Regions from separate parts of the Oryctolagus cuniculus genome. Here region 1 is linked to region 2. Evidence: chromatin contacts called from public Hi-C data. All regions are on one chromosome and are shown on one strand. The core of a region is the stretch at or near the end of the contact, and the rest is flanking DNA. Distances in the headings are between cores, read along the strand shown. Region 1 has its middle 130 kb from the start of DUSP4. Region 2 holds the start of DUSP4 (dual specificity phosphatase 4).

The links. Hi-C and Micro-C count contacts between places; a contact is called where the count stands out from the background.
Region 1: a contact with region 2 is called in a Hi-C map of an unstated tissue, with 2.4 times the contacts expected there. The contact joins the enhancer-like site here to the promoter of DUSP4 in region 2. A contact is called at or near these places in 2 of 6 Hi-C or Micro-C datasets (skin fibroblasts and an unstated tissue).

What each region holds. Positions count from the first base shown.
Region 1 is chr2:79,571,632-79,577,590 of mOryCun1.1, forward strand. No RefSeq gene overlaps it. Among named protein-coding and RNA genes, the nearest start is that of DUSP4, 130 kb to the left of the region's middle. Within about 2 kb of position 3,795, at least 1 of the 8 cell types and tissues checked has an H3K27ac peak or open chromatin away from gene starts, as enhancers often do.
Region 2 is chr2:79,444,113-79,449,795 of mOryCun1.1, forward strand. DUSP4 (dual specificity phosphatase 4) reads right to left here and starts at 2,215. Exons shown (of 4, transcript XM_002720829.5): 1 at 1,666-2,215. The coding sequence starts at 2,074.

The DNA.
Region 1 (5,959 bases), core at 2,545-5,044, 130 kb after region 2:
GAAAGGACACAGCTTCAAAGAAAGGCCTGGAACTTCGGAAACAATCTGTTGCAAGTGGAAGGCGTGGTTTTTTTTTTTCTTACTGCTGTAGGCAGCTAGGGAGTCACTGGTATTAAGCCGGATGTTCGTCTGCCAGTTTGTTGGAGGCAAAGAACAATGGCTGTTTAATTTGCTTTTTATAGCAAAGCCCATTTGGGAAGAACAAGACAGGAGGATCTCCCCAAGGGCTTCTTTGGCCCGGGTGGGGGCTGGGGAGACTGGTCCATCTGTTCTGCGGAGAGAAGAGCTGCTGAATCAGGAAGCCAGGTGGGCCAGGCCCGTGGGGCTCCGAGCTCGTGGCGCCCTGGCCAGGATGCAGCCGCACAGCCCAAGGACACGTGGCACGCTCGCTCAGTGCACAGAGCTTTGCTAGGGCTCCTTGCTGGGCAGGACAATGACTTCTGTCTGGGGATTACGGAGACATATGTTCCGTGGCCACTGGAAGTGTCCCTCGTCTAACAAAGCCTCTTTCATGGGGTGCTGCTGTGGGTGGAATGAAAGAGAAGTGTAGCTCACCCCTGCAGGAGACTCAGCACTGAAGAAAAACGGACAGATTTTTTAAGTATCACATATCTTGATGGCTTTTATGGCAGAAAAAACAGGGAACAAAGTATAAACATCTGTGAGTGCTTTGGGTCATTAATACGAATGTTCATCTTTAAACATAATGCATTATTGTAGTTAGAATTCTGTTTTGTAATCAATATTATACAGAATCGTGTAGAGATATAACTATGGGATATAAGCTGAAATTCCTTTTCAGTTTGTGCATCTATTTTTCATCATCTTTCTTTTTCTTGCTGGTTTGATTTTTTTTATTCAATCTAGAAGTAATTTCTTTCTCTCTCTCTCTCTCTCTCTCTCTCTCTCTCTCTTTCTTGATTTACTTATTTGGAAGGCAGAAAAACAGATTGACAGAGAGAAAGGGGTCTTCCATCCTCTGATTCACTTCCAAATGGTCCCAATGGATGGGGCTTGGCCAGGTTGAGGCCAGGAGACTCCATCCTGGTCTCCCACATGGATGGCAGGGGTCCAAGTACTTGAGCCATCATCCCCTGCCTTCCCAGGCACATCAGCAAGGAGCTAGATTGGAAGCAGAGCAGCCAGGACTCGAGCCATCACTTCTATATGGGACACTGGCACTGTAAGCGGTGGTTTAACCAGCCACACTACAATGTTGGCCCCTGCCCCCTTTATCTTTAAACTCATACTGTTTTGTTTTTGTTTTTAATGATAGCTACCAGGCTCAGGACTACTGCAGAGTCTTAAGGCTAACTTTCAGTATATTGTTTGTTTATTTATTTGAAAATTGAAGCGACACAGAAAGAAGGTGCTCCCACCCACTGGTTGGTTCTCCAAATGCCCTCAATCGCTGGGATTTAGCTGGGTCTGAAGCCAGGAGCCAGGATCGCAGTCCAGGTCTCTCACCTGGGAAGCTGTGGTCAACGACTCGAGCCATCACTGCTGCCTCCAGGGTCTGCATTAGTAAGACTGAAGTCAGGAGCTGGGGATGGAGCCCAGGCCCTCTGCCGTGGGACGTCCTAACTGCTATGTTAACCACTAGTTCACACGCCTGCCCGTAAGAAATTACTCTGTTACAGGCAGACTTAAGGTGAGAAGACAGACATTCTGGAAAGAACCCCGTGAGTTTCCCGATTGCTCCTTGGCCTGTTCCCAGACCTGCTTTTGTTTTCTTCCTGAACCCAGGTTCCTGCCAGTCTTGCTGAGGGTCCTGCAGCCGTGATCTATGGGTCAGGAAGGTGCTGTAGGTCTGAGAGAATCTTGCTCAGAGTAGGTGGAGGCTTTGAGAGCACAGGCAAGGGCCGGTTGAAGGAAGGACCTCCCAGGCTTAGTAACATCTGCCATGCTGCAGGTAGATCGCGGCTGGCCTGCCCTCCCCAAGGCGGAGACCCGACCAGCTGAGTCACCCTCCCCTTCCTCATGCCCTCACTTCCGTGTGATGCACACAGCCAGTGAGTCCCCGTGCGAGATAATGATCCGGAGTCCCTCACCTACATGGCTCTGGGGACCTGTTGTGTGCAGCAGACATCCTGACCGCTGCAGCTGGCCTGAGATAACAGAGTGGAAACATTTGTTGTCTGAGTCTCACTGCTTTTCTTAGTCATCCGTGTTGTGATGTGGTCCCGGGTGTAGGGAACACGCCGGTGACTGTGCTCCACGCCGGGGTGGAGGATCCTCAGGTCGCCCAGGGTCCCCTTCAACACTCACATAGCATTATGATTTCTGCTCACTCTCTGGGCTGTTTTCATCTCCACATCATCTTTCCCAGGAGATGCAGAGATCAAGCGAGGTGTCCGTGGTGGAGAGGTGTTGTCCAAGAACCATGCCCAGTGAACGGTGCCGTGCATCCTTCCTTTGGCTCAATGCCTCAGCCCAGCCTGCCACACATTGGATTTACTATATCTAAACTGCAGAGACAGAGAGAGAATTTTCCTTTCCATCTGCTGGTTCACTCCCCAAATGCCTGCAACCTCCAGGGATGGGTCAGGCTTAAACCTAGAGCCCTGAGCTCCATCTGGGTCTCCCACATGGGTGTCAGGCGCCCAAGCACTTGAGCCATCATCTGTTGCCTCTCAGGATGTCTTAGCAGGAAGCTGGATGGGAAACGGAGAAGCCAGGACTTGAACCAGCGCTCCAATATGGGAGGCAGGCGTCCCAGGCGGCGGCTTAACCGATTACACCACAGCACGCGCCCAGATGTGAACAGGGAGATAATGTGTTGCCTGGCAGGCAACGAGAGATGGCTGGTGCCCAATCACACAGCATATCTGAGTAGAGAGGACCTACGTGGTGACTAGGGAATGTGGACAGGACTCCCCCCACTCCCAAAGGTCTGCCATTTGGGAATTTCCAAATTTGGTATTTATTCACTCAACAAGACAAACAGTGAGTTCTCAAGGTGAAAGAAGAGTGGTCTTCAAATTCAAATCTGTAAGAACACAGGTTCTGAGAAGTCTCTCGGAGATTCCCATTCGGTGGCAGTGGGCCGGGGAAAGCTGCACTTCCCAGGTCTCTGGGATTTGCAGACCATCCACTGGGGCCAGGGTCACTTCACTGCATGGCACAGCTGGTCACAGTCCCGCCCAGAGGGGCCTCCTGAACTGACCTTGGCCTTCACTGGTACAGCTTTTCCCATAGGGTGGCCATATCTGGGCCAGCAACCATTCAGGGTGGGCACAGCCAGGCCAGGGAGAAGGGTAGCAGGGAGAGCCAGTGGAACCTGCCAGTTCATTGATAATAACTGTAAGGAATAAATAAACAGTAGCTTATCTTAGCATCCTGAAATAATAAAAAAAAAAAATTGCCAGCAGAGCTGGGGGAGGGTATGGCACAGGGGTTAAGTCACCACTTGTGATGCCAGCATCCCATAGCATGGTGCCTGGTTCAAGTCCCAGATCCTCTGCTCGCAACCCAGCTTCCTGCTCACGGGCAGCAGGTGACAGTTCAAGAACTTGGGCCCCTGCTACTCACAAGAAAGACTCAGATTGAGCTCCTGGCCCTTGGCTTCAGCCCTGGCTGTTGGCATTTGGCCAGTGAACCGGTGGATGGAAGATCTCTCTCTGCCTTTCAAATAAGAAAATAAGTAACAGTTTCAGCATCGCTAACTTGGTGACCTGGTGCGCAGCGCTCAAACCCTGCATAAACAGCTCTGATCCGCGAGACCCCCACGTAGGGTTTGCAGCCAGCACAGGCGTGGCGGTAACAGGACCTGCGCCATCAGTCACTTCTCGGCTTCCGCCCACGCAGCGCCGGGGAGGCGGAAGTGTAGGTATCCCCGCTCCCCAGCTGAGCACAGTGACTCAAGGGCTCAGGAGACAGGATGTGGCCGGAAGCCATAAGACCTGGCGCCTGCTCCCAGCCGACAGCTCTTTGCGCCTGAGCAGCTCCCGCTGGACCGAGCAGGGGTCTGGGCTGTGGTATCCGGGGCCTTGGGTGTTTTTCCGACAGCATCTGGAAGAGCCTCGGGGTCCAAACCAACCACGGGGCGTTTTTCAAGAGGCTGGGCTGAGGGAGGGGGCGGAAACCGCTGCCTGGGGCTGTCCCCTCCCCGCAGCCTGAAACACTCCCTGCGAATACCACAGTTTGTTTGGAGATTAGATCTATTTGCATCCTTCATTCCAGCCCGGAGCTGGAGGCAGTCTTGTGAAGGCATGTGGGGGAGGAGGCTTAGGTGAGAGAGCAGAGACCCCCATCACCTGTAAGCATCACTTTTAAGCACCTGTTGGCCCTTGAGGATGTGCAAGGCCTTGGAATGTGCCCTTGGGGTTCCTTATCCCCGCCAAGTCTAGCTTCTCTCTTGTTCTGAGCTGCAGCTGCAGCTTCCTGCAGACAGGAGCAAATCCCAGGACAGCTGTGCCTCCTTCTGAGAACAGCAGGGAAAGGGGGAGGCAGGGAGGCGCCCCGTGGCTCAGGCTCTCCTTGTGGCCCTGGAAGGGCGCAGGGGTTTGGGTGCCTCCTGGCTTCTGCAGGCTTCTCCCGCTTTCCTGCTCCTGCTGAGATATTGAAGAGGTAACCCAGCCTTGCTGCAGGCTGCAAGAAAGCAATGCAGTTACTATAGGAAACAAAAGGACACTTGCAGGAAGAAGTGAAAGGAAACTAGTTATTTGTTTGAGAGGCAGAGTTACAGACAGAGAGAGGGAGAGACAGGGAGAGAGGTCTTTCATCTGCTAGTTCACTCCCCAAATGGCCTCAGCTGCTGGAGCTGGGCAGATCTGAAGCCAGGAGCCAGGAGCTTCTTCCAGGTCTCCCACGTGGGTGCAGGGGCCCTAGTACTAGGGCCATCTTCTTATTGCTAGGAAACTACTTCTTAAGGTGTTAGGGGCCAGCACTGTGTTGCCCCACAGCTTACAAAGTTGGCATCCCGTATCAGAGCACCGGTTTGAGTCCCGGCTGCTCCACTTCAGATCCGACTCTCTGTTAATGTGCCTGGGAAGACAGCAGAAGATGGCTCAAGTGTTTGGGGCCCTGCCAGCTACATGGAAGACGCAAGTGGAGTTCCAGGCTCCTGGCTTTGGTTTGGATCAGCCCTGTGGGTCTGGGTGTGCCCATTTAGGGAATGAACCAGTGGATGGAAGATCTCCCCCCCCCCCACCCCCGTATCTGTCATTCTGCCTTTCAAATATATGAATAAAATAATATATCTTTAAACAATAATGAAGTTTTCAAAGTAATTCTTATTTATCTATTTTACTTATTTGAAAGGCAGACACACACACACACACACACACACACAGGGATTTCCCATCTATTGGTTCACTCCTGAATGTCCACAATAGCTCCAGGCTGGGGACAGAAGCCAGGAACTCAATCCAGACATCCCCACCCCATGTGGGTGCTGGGAATCCAGCCACTTGAGCTATCGCCGCTGCTTCCTAGGGTTTGCATCAGCAGACAGCTGGAACTGGGAGTAGAACTGGGACTTGAACCCAAGACCTCCACTACGTGATATGGATGTTAATTAACCACTACACCAAAAGCCTGGCTGAGGAACTACCTTTGAAGGTTACGGGTACCTATGCTAAGAAACTTCAAGTACAAAAGGAAACTTTTCCCACTGAATTTGAGAGCATAAACCCATGCTGTGCCCTACTTGGGGGCTTCCGTGGCCTCTTGGACTGTCTGCTCTTCCTGTGTGTAGCTTGGCTCACAGGGTGCCAAGTCCACTTTCCATTAGGGACTCCCTCCCATGGTGTGTGTTAGGAGACTTTGCTCTACATTTGCAGCGTCTGTGGGCTGGGTACCATGGTGCGGTGTTGAGCTCTCTGCCATCCCCAAGTCCTCCTAACCCCTCCTTCTCCCTCCTCCATTGGCCCCCAGCTGTTCCAGGTTGTGTCCACCGCAGTGCGAGGTAGGTGCTCCCCTCCTGTGGCCAACATCCTAGAGGCGTCAGCTTCTGTCC
Region 2 (5,683 bases), core at 965-3,464:
CGGCCTGGCGTCTCATCAGTATTTGCCTGGCTCAGACCGGGTCTGGCTCGGCGTCTCGGGATGGGATTCTGGCTGATAGCCCGGGGGACAGGACCTAAATCACTGTGTCCCGGAAGCCCCAGGGCTCCAGCCCCCGCGCTGCCGCTCCGGGGCGGTCGCCTCCGGATTTCTTCCAGGAAGGAAAACAAAACAAAACAGACGCCGGCTGCACGTGGGGCCGGAGCCCAGCGCCAGCCCCCTCAGCGTTCTCGCGCTGCTGCGTCCGGCCAGAGGTCCGCGAAGAGACGCGCGCGCTCCGGCTCCGAACCAGCGGGGCCGGGAGGGCTCGCGGCTCCGGGGGACTGGGAGCGCTCCGACAATGGCGCAGACGCTCGCCCAGGAGGTCTCCTAGGCACCTGCGGCGCGGGGACCCCGGCACCGCAGGGCCTGGCAGGGCGAGCGGCTTCCCCCGCGCCGTCTCTTAAAGCGCCTTGGGGAGATTTGGGGGTATAGGCTGCAGCGGAGGGGCAAAAGGCGACCCTTAGGGAAAAGGAAAAATCAGCAAAATCGCCTTAGCGGTTCAACCAAAGGTCAACAGCGGCCTTTCCCCGGCAGCTGACAGGTCAAACGGTCAGCAAACAACGACGCAGGACAAAGCCCCCCGCTGTCCACAGGGGCGGCCCGGCTCGCAGGCAAGGAGCTACGCGGCAGTGCGGCGGGGAGGGGGCGGTGGGGAGAGGTTTTCCGCCCCTCTCCCCCGCCCATCTCCCTTCCTCCCGGGCGAACAGGTCCCGAGGGGAGAGGCGAGGAGAGAGGGGGCTTAGGGCGCCTGCAGGGAGAGGGGCGGCTCTTTGATGGCGCGGCTAGGAAACGCCTCTCCGGGTCGGAAGCGAAGACCCGGCGCGGCCAAAGAATGTGCGGAATGCGGCGGCCCGGGGCGGGGTGGGGGGGCGCAGCGCGGCAGGGGACTCCCCGGCCCCTGGCCCGGCAGGTGCGGCCAGCGCGCCGCCGCTCCAGCGACTTCCAGAGCACGCGGGACCCTGCTGCCGCTGCTGCCAAGAGTTTGGCCAGGGTTCACTTCGCGCAGACACGCGCCACCATCAGACAGCCAGGGAGACTCGTAGCTGAACAAAAGGTCTCGAGTCTCCACCGCCCGGGTTTGCACGGTTCTGGCCCCGCGTCCCCGAGTCTGGGACTAGCCCAGCGCGGAAGCAACCTGCCACTTCCCACGCGGCGCCTGGAGTTGGGCAGTGGGAGACGGGACGCGAGGATCGCTTCCCACTGAGCCCAAGGGACACAGCCAGTCTCGGCGCTCACTCCCCTCCCTCACCCCCGGGGGGGTTAGGACTCGGGGCAGGGCACTCGGTGGCACCGGGGAGCACTCCCCGCCAGGACTCCAGCAGAGTCGCCTCACCCGCGAGGCCAGAACCGTTAGAGTGTAAGCAAACACGGTGTCGCCGCGACGCCTTCGGAATGGCAGGTGACCCGGGAAACGCAGCCGCACGGTCCCCAGGAACTCGGAGCTCGCACGCGCAGAGACGCACGACCCTTTGCAAACCCACGCACTACACACCAACACGCGCGCCAAGGAGCGCGCGGGGCTCCCCACGGCCAACGAAGTCGCCCCGGGTATTCGGTCCCCACGCCCCTGCCCTCCCCGCTCGCGCGGTGGGCGCCCGCGTGTACCTTTGAGCAGGCAGATGTCCGTGCGCTCGGCGTTGCGGCGCAGCGCCTGCACGACCAGCGACACGGTGCTGTCCTCCCGGAGGCTCTCGGCGCGCGGGCTCCGCTCGTCGTAGACGATGACGGCCGAGTAGAGGCCGGAGCGCAGCCGGGCGCGCACCTCCTCCTCGGCGGGCAGGATCTGCTCCAGGCTCACGGAGCCCTTGGCCCGCCGCCGCACGATGGTGTTACAGCGCACGTTGACCGAGCCGCGGATGTAGCCCGCGCTGTGCGCCAGGAACGGTCTGCAGTCCAGCAGCAGGCACTTGCCGCCGCCCAGCAGCCCCAGGGCGCCGCCGCCGCTCTCGTCCCGGTTCAACAGCCTCTTCAGCACGCTGCAGTCCATCTCCCGCAGCTCCTCCATCGTCACCATGCCGGCCGGTCAGCGCGGCTGCGGGGCGCGCGAGGGGGAGCGGAGGGCCCCCGGGCCGGCGAGGCTGCGCGCGGGCGCCTGCACAAGTGGCCGCAAACTTGTGCCGCCGTGGGCAGCCTCTTCTCGCAGTCCCCTTCCTCCCGCAGCTTCGCGGTTACATAGCAGGCGCAGCGCAGCGGTCCCGGGCTCCCGGTAGGCGGCTCGCTGGGGAGGCGCTGGTGGCGGTGGCAGCAGTGGCGGGGAGTGCGTGTACGGAGAGATCGCGGCTCCCGCTCGCTGCCGCCTCTCGTGGGCTTAGCCGGCCGTACTGTTCCCGCCGGTGCGCGGGCCCCCAAGCACAGCCGGAGCTCGGCGCACCGCCCGGCCGCGCTTCCTCCTCGGCTTATAGATTTATTAATGCTCCTCGGCTCCCCCCACCCCGGGGAGGGAACTCAATACTACCTTGCGAGGCTCCGCCCCCTCCCAGGCCCGGCCCCGCGCCCTCCCCCCCCCCCCCCCCCCCGATCGCAGCCCTCCCGGGCGCGTGAATGGAGCGCCGGCCGCTCGCGCCTGGTCACGGGGCCGCGACGTCACAAAGAGCGGAGTAAACAGGCCGCTCGGTGCGCGCCGCCAGGCCCATTCATAAAACGGAGACCCAGCGGAAGAGGGAGCGGCCTCCGAGCCGCCGGCGAGCGGCGGTGGCGGCGGCGCCTGGACTTTTGTGAATGGAGCCGCCGCTCCGCCCGCGGGCCCGGAGCCCGCCGCGCGCCTCCCGCTCGACACGAGCAGCGGGGCCGCCGCTTCCCGGGCCGCGCGAGGTTCGGTGCAATGGAAACAAACAGCCGGCCCGGACTCCGGCGCCGCCGAGTCCAGGACGAAGCTCCAGGCTGCTTCCCCTTTGTCTCCATGCTCTCCCCCCGCCCCGCCGCGCCCCTAACTCAGCCGCAGGTTTCTCCCCAGAGCCCCAAGGGAGAGGGGAACGCGGCGCGCCCCCTCCCCTTCCTCCTCCCTCCGGCGCGGCCCGGGACTCCGCTCCCCGGAGCTCAGCGTGCGCGCCCGGGCCAGCCAGGCGCGCTCTTTACGCAGGCGTTAGCGGGTGACTGAGTTTATCTCGCGTCGTGAGATCAGCTTTACGGCTTCCGAGGAACGTGGGCAAGCCCCTTTTACAAGAGGAAAGAGAAAGCCCTCCCCGCCCCCCGTAGCCCCGTAACGGCGAGAGGTGCCGGGCTGCCGTGGACCACCCGGAGGGAGGCGCGCATGGGCCGAATGGTGGTGGTGTGCGCCGCGCTTCCTAAAAGATGTTTATTTAACCCTGGCGGGCGGAGGCTCTCCTCCCCTTTCTGCGCGCGTGTGGACCGGCTCCGCAGGGCACAAAGATGGGGTCCGCGTTGGGTGTGGGGCGAAACCCCGAGGCGCGGCCGTGCGCTGACCTTTGGGAAGGATTGAGCGAGCCGCGGGCCCCACGCAGGGTTCCCGGCCTCCCGCCTTCCTTCCAGGTCACGTAGCATCCCCCCCCACACACACCCCCGCCCGGCTTTACTTATGCATTTAATTTCCCCGAGGCCTCTTTGACACCGGGGTTGTGCGCGCACGCGGTGGGGCCCTTCCAGAAGCCAAAAATTATTCGGCCGACATCTTGCCAAGCCTTGTTAGGGGAGAATTAATCACCGAGCTAGGGAATTACAGGACGCGCCGCGAGTCCCGGTAGCTGGGTCGCGCGCCGGCCCCTCCCGCCCCGGCTGGGCCCTCCCCGCTCGCCCTGCTCCGGGCTTTTGTTCCCGGCTGCGCGGCTTTCCGGAGCTCTCACCTCCGGCCCCCGGGGCCATTCGCCCCAGGCCCCAACCGGGGCTCAGCGGGGCCTCCATTTCCGAGGCCACCGACCTGCGCCCCACCACCCCGCCCTCAGCGCCCCGAATCCCCCACCCGGGGGCCTGGCCTGTGGCTTGTCCGGGGCAGAATCCTTATGTTCTGGGGCTCCAAGGTGGCTCAGCACGACTCTGCAGTGCTCCTGTGTCGACTTAAAATGGACTATTTCGTTCATCGTGCACTTTCGCGTTTTTGATACATGGCTTTAAGACATTTATTTTGATCAGTAACTTTTTCACACACACACACACCCCTGAAGTTTTGCGCCTGAGGCACGCGCTCACCCTAATCCCAACCCTTTGAGGGGCCCGGGCGCGGGCACTCCGGGTGGAGGTCAGCGGACACAGCGCACGGAGCGACACGAGAGGTCTCCGTGGCGCCCCTCATTCTGCTGGGGTGGCTGTGGGGCTCTCTAACCCCTGATCTCGTTAACACACCAGGAATGCGCCCTGGTCCAGGGGTCCCCCAGCCCTGACAGCTCCGGGAAGATTCGCTTTTCCAGGCAGCTCAGATATCCGGCCCCTCTCGGCGAGGAGAGACCCCTACTCCTTCGCAAAGGTCTGGACGGGACGTGGCTTCCAGGAGCCTCTCAGTGGGAGGCAGGGCCGAGCCAATAGCGCCACAGGGGCAGGAGGTGGGGCAAGGGCCCGGAGCCGCACGGGCCGCGCGCTGCCCGCCTTTGTCGCCCCGGCGCCGGGGGCAGCTCCCCGCCTGCCCAGCCCGCGAGCGGCGCTCACGTGGCGCGTAAGGAACAGCCCAATACGGGGGGAGGAGAATGCCCCCGGAACAAAGACTGGCTCTCTGCACTTGACAGCAGTCCGCAGCCGCCAAGCCCCGCGTCCCGCGGGCGCGCGTGGGTGTCCGCGTGTGCGCGCCGCGCCTGCGCGCTGCTCCCCGGAGGGCGGCCGCCGCCTCGGACTCGCGTGTGCATGCCGGGAGTGGCTTCCGCGGCGAGGGCTAAGGCCCGGGTGTCCCCTAGCTCTAGCCCAGGAATCGGCTTTGCGCTAATGAGATTTACGTTATGGTATTTCATTTATGTGATGCACATGTATGCATTTTAATTCTAAGTGCTTGTAGCATTCGGTCCGCAATGAAGCAAATACAGTGGGAGGGGTACCGGACAGCGGCTGTTCCAGGCTTGGTGATAAAACTTCCTCCAATTGCTCAGCGGGCTGGGGGCGGGGAACGTAATCCGTTCACACAGGAAGCTTGCGAAACAGCTTGTCAATCACCAGATCTGGGCGCAAACAAAGCGTTTGGAAGGAAGACACTGGGCTTGAATGTCGCTGCAAAGTTAATTTAATTAACTAAGACGGCGCTGCAGGGATCAGAATGGGATTGCGCGAGGAGCTGTAGTTTGTTTGTTTATTTATTTTGACAGGCAGAGTGGACAGAGAGAGAAAGACAGAGAGAAAGTTCTTCCTATGCCGTTGGTTCACCCTCCAATGGCCACCGCGGCCGGCGCGCTGCGGCCGGCTCATCGCGCTGATCCGAAGCCAGGAGCCAGGTGCTTCTCCTGGTCTCCCATGGAGTGCAGGGCCCAAGTACTCGGGCCATCCTCCACTGCACTCCCGGGCCACGGCAGAGAGCTGGCCTGGAAGAGGGGCAACCGGGACAGAATCCGGCGCCCCGACGGGGACTAGAACCCGGTGTGCGGGCGCCGCAAGGCGGAGGATTAGCCTAGTGAGCCGCTGTCGGCGCTGCTGTAGTTTATTTATATTCGGCAGTAAACCTCAGGGTGAAAATACTTTCAGAAATCCACTG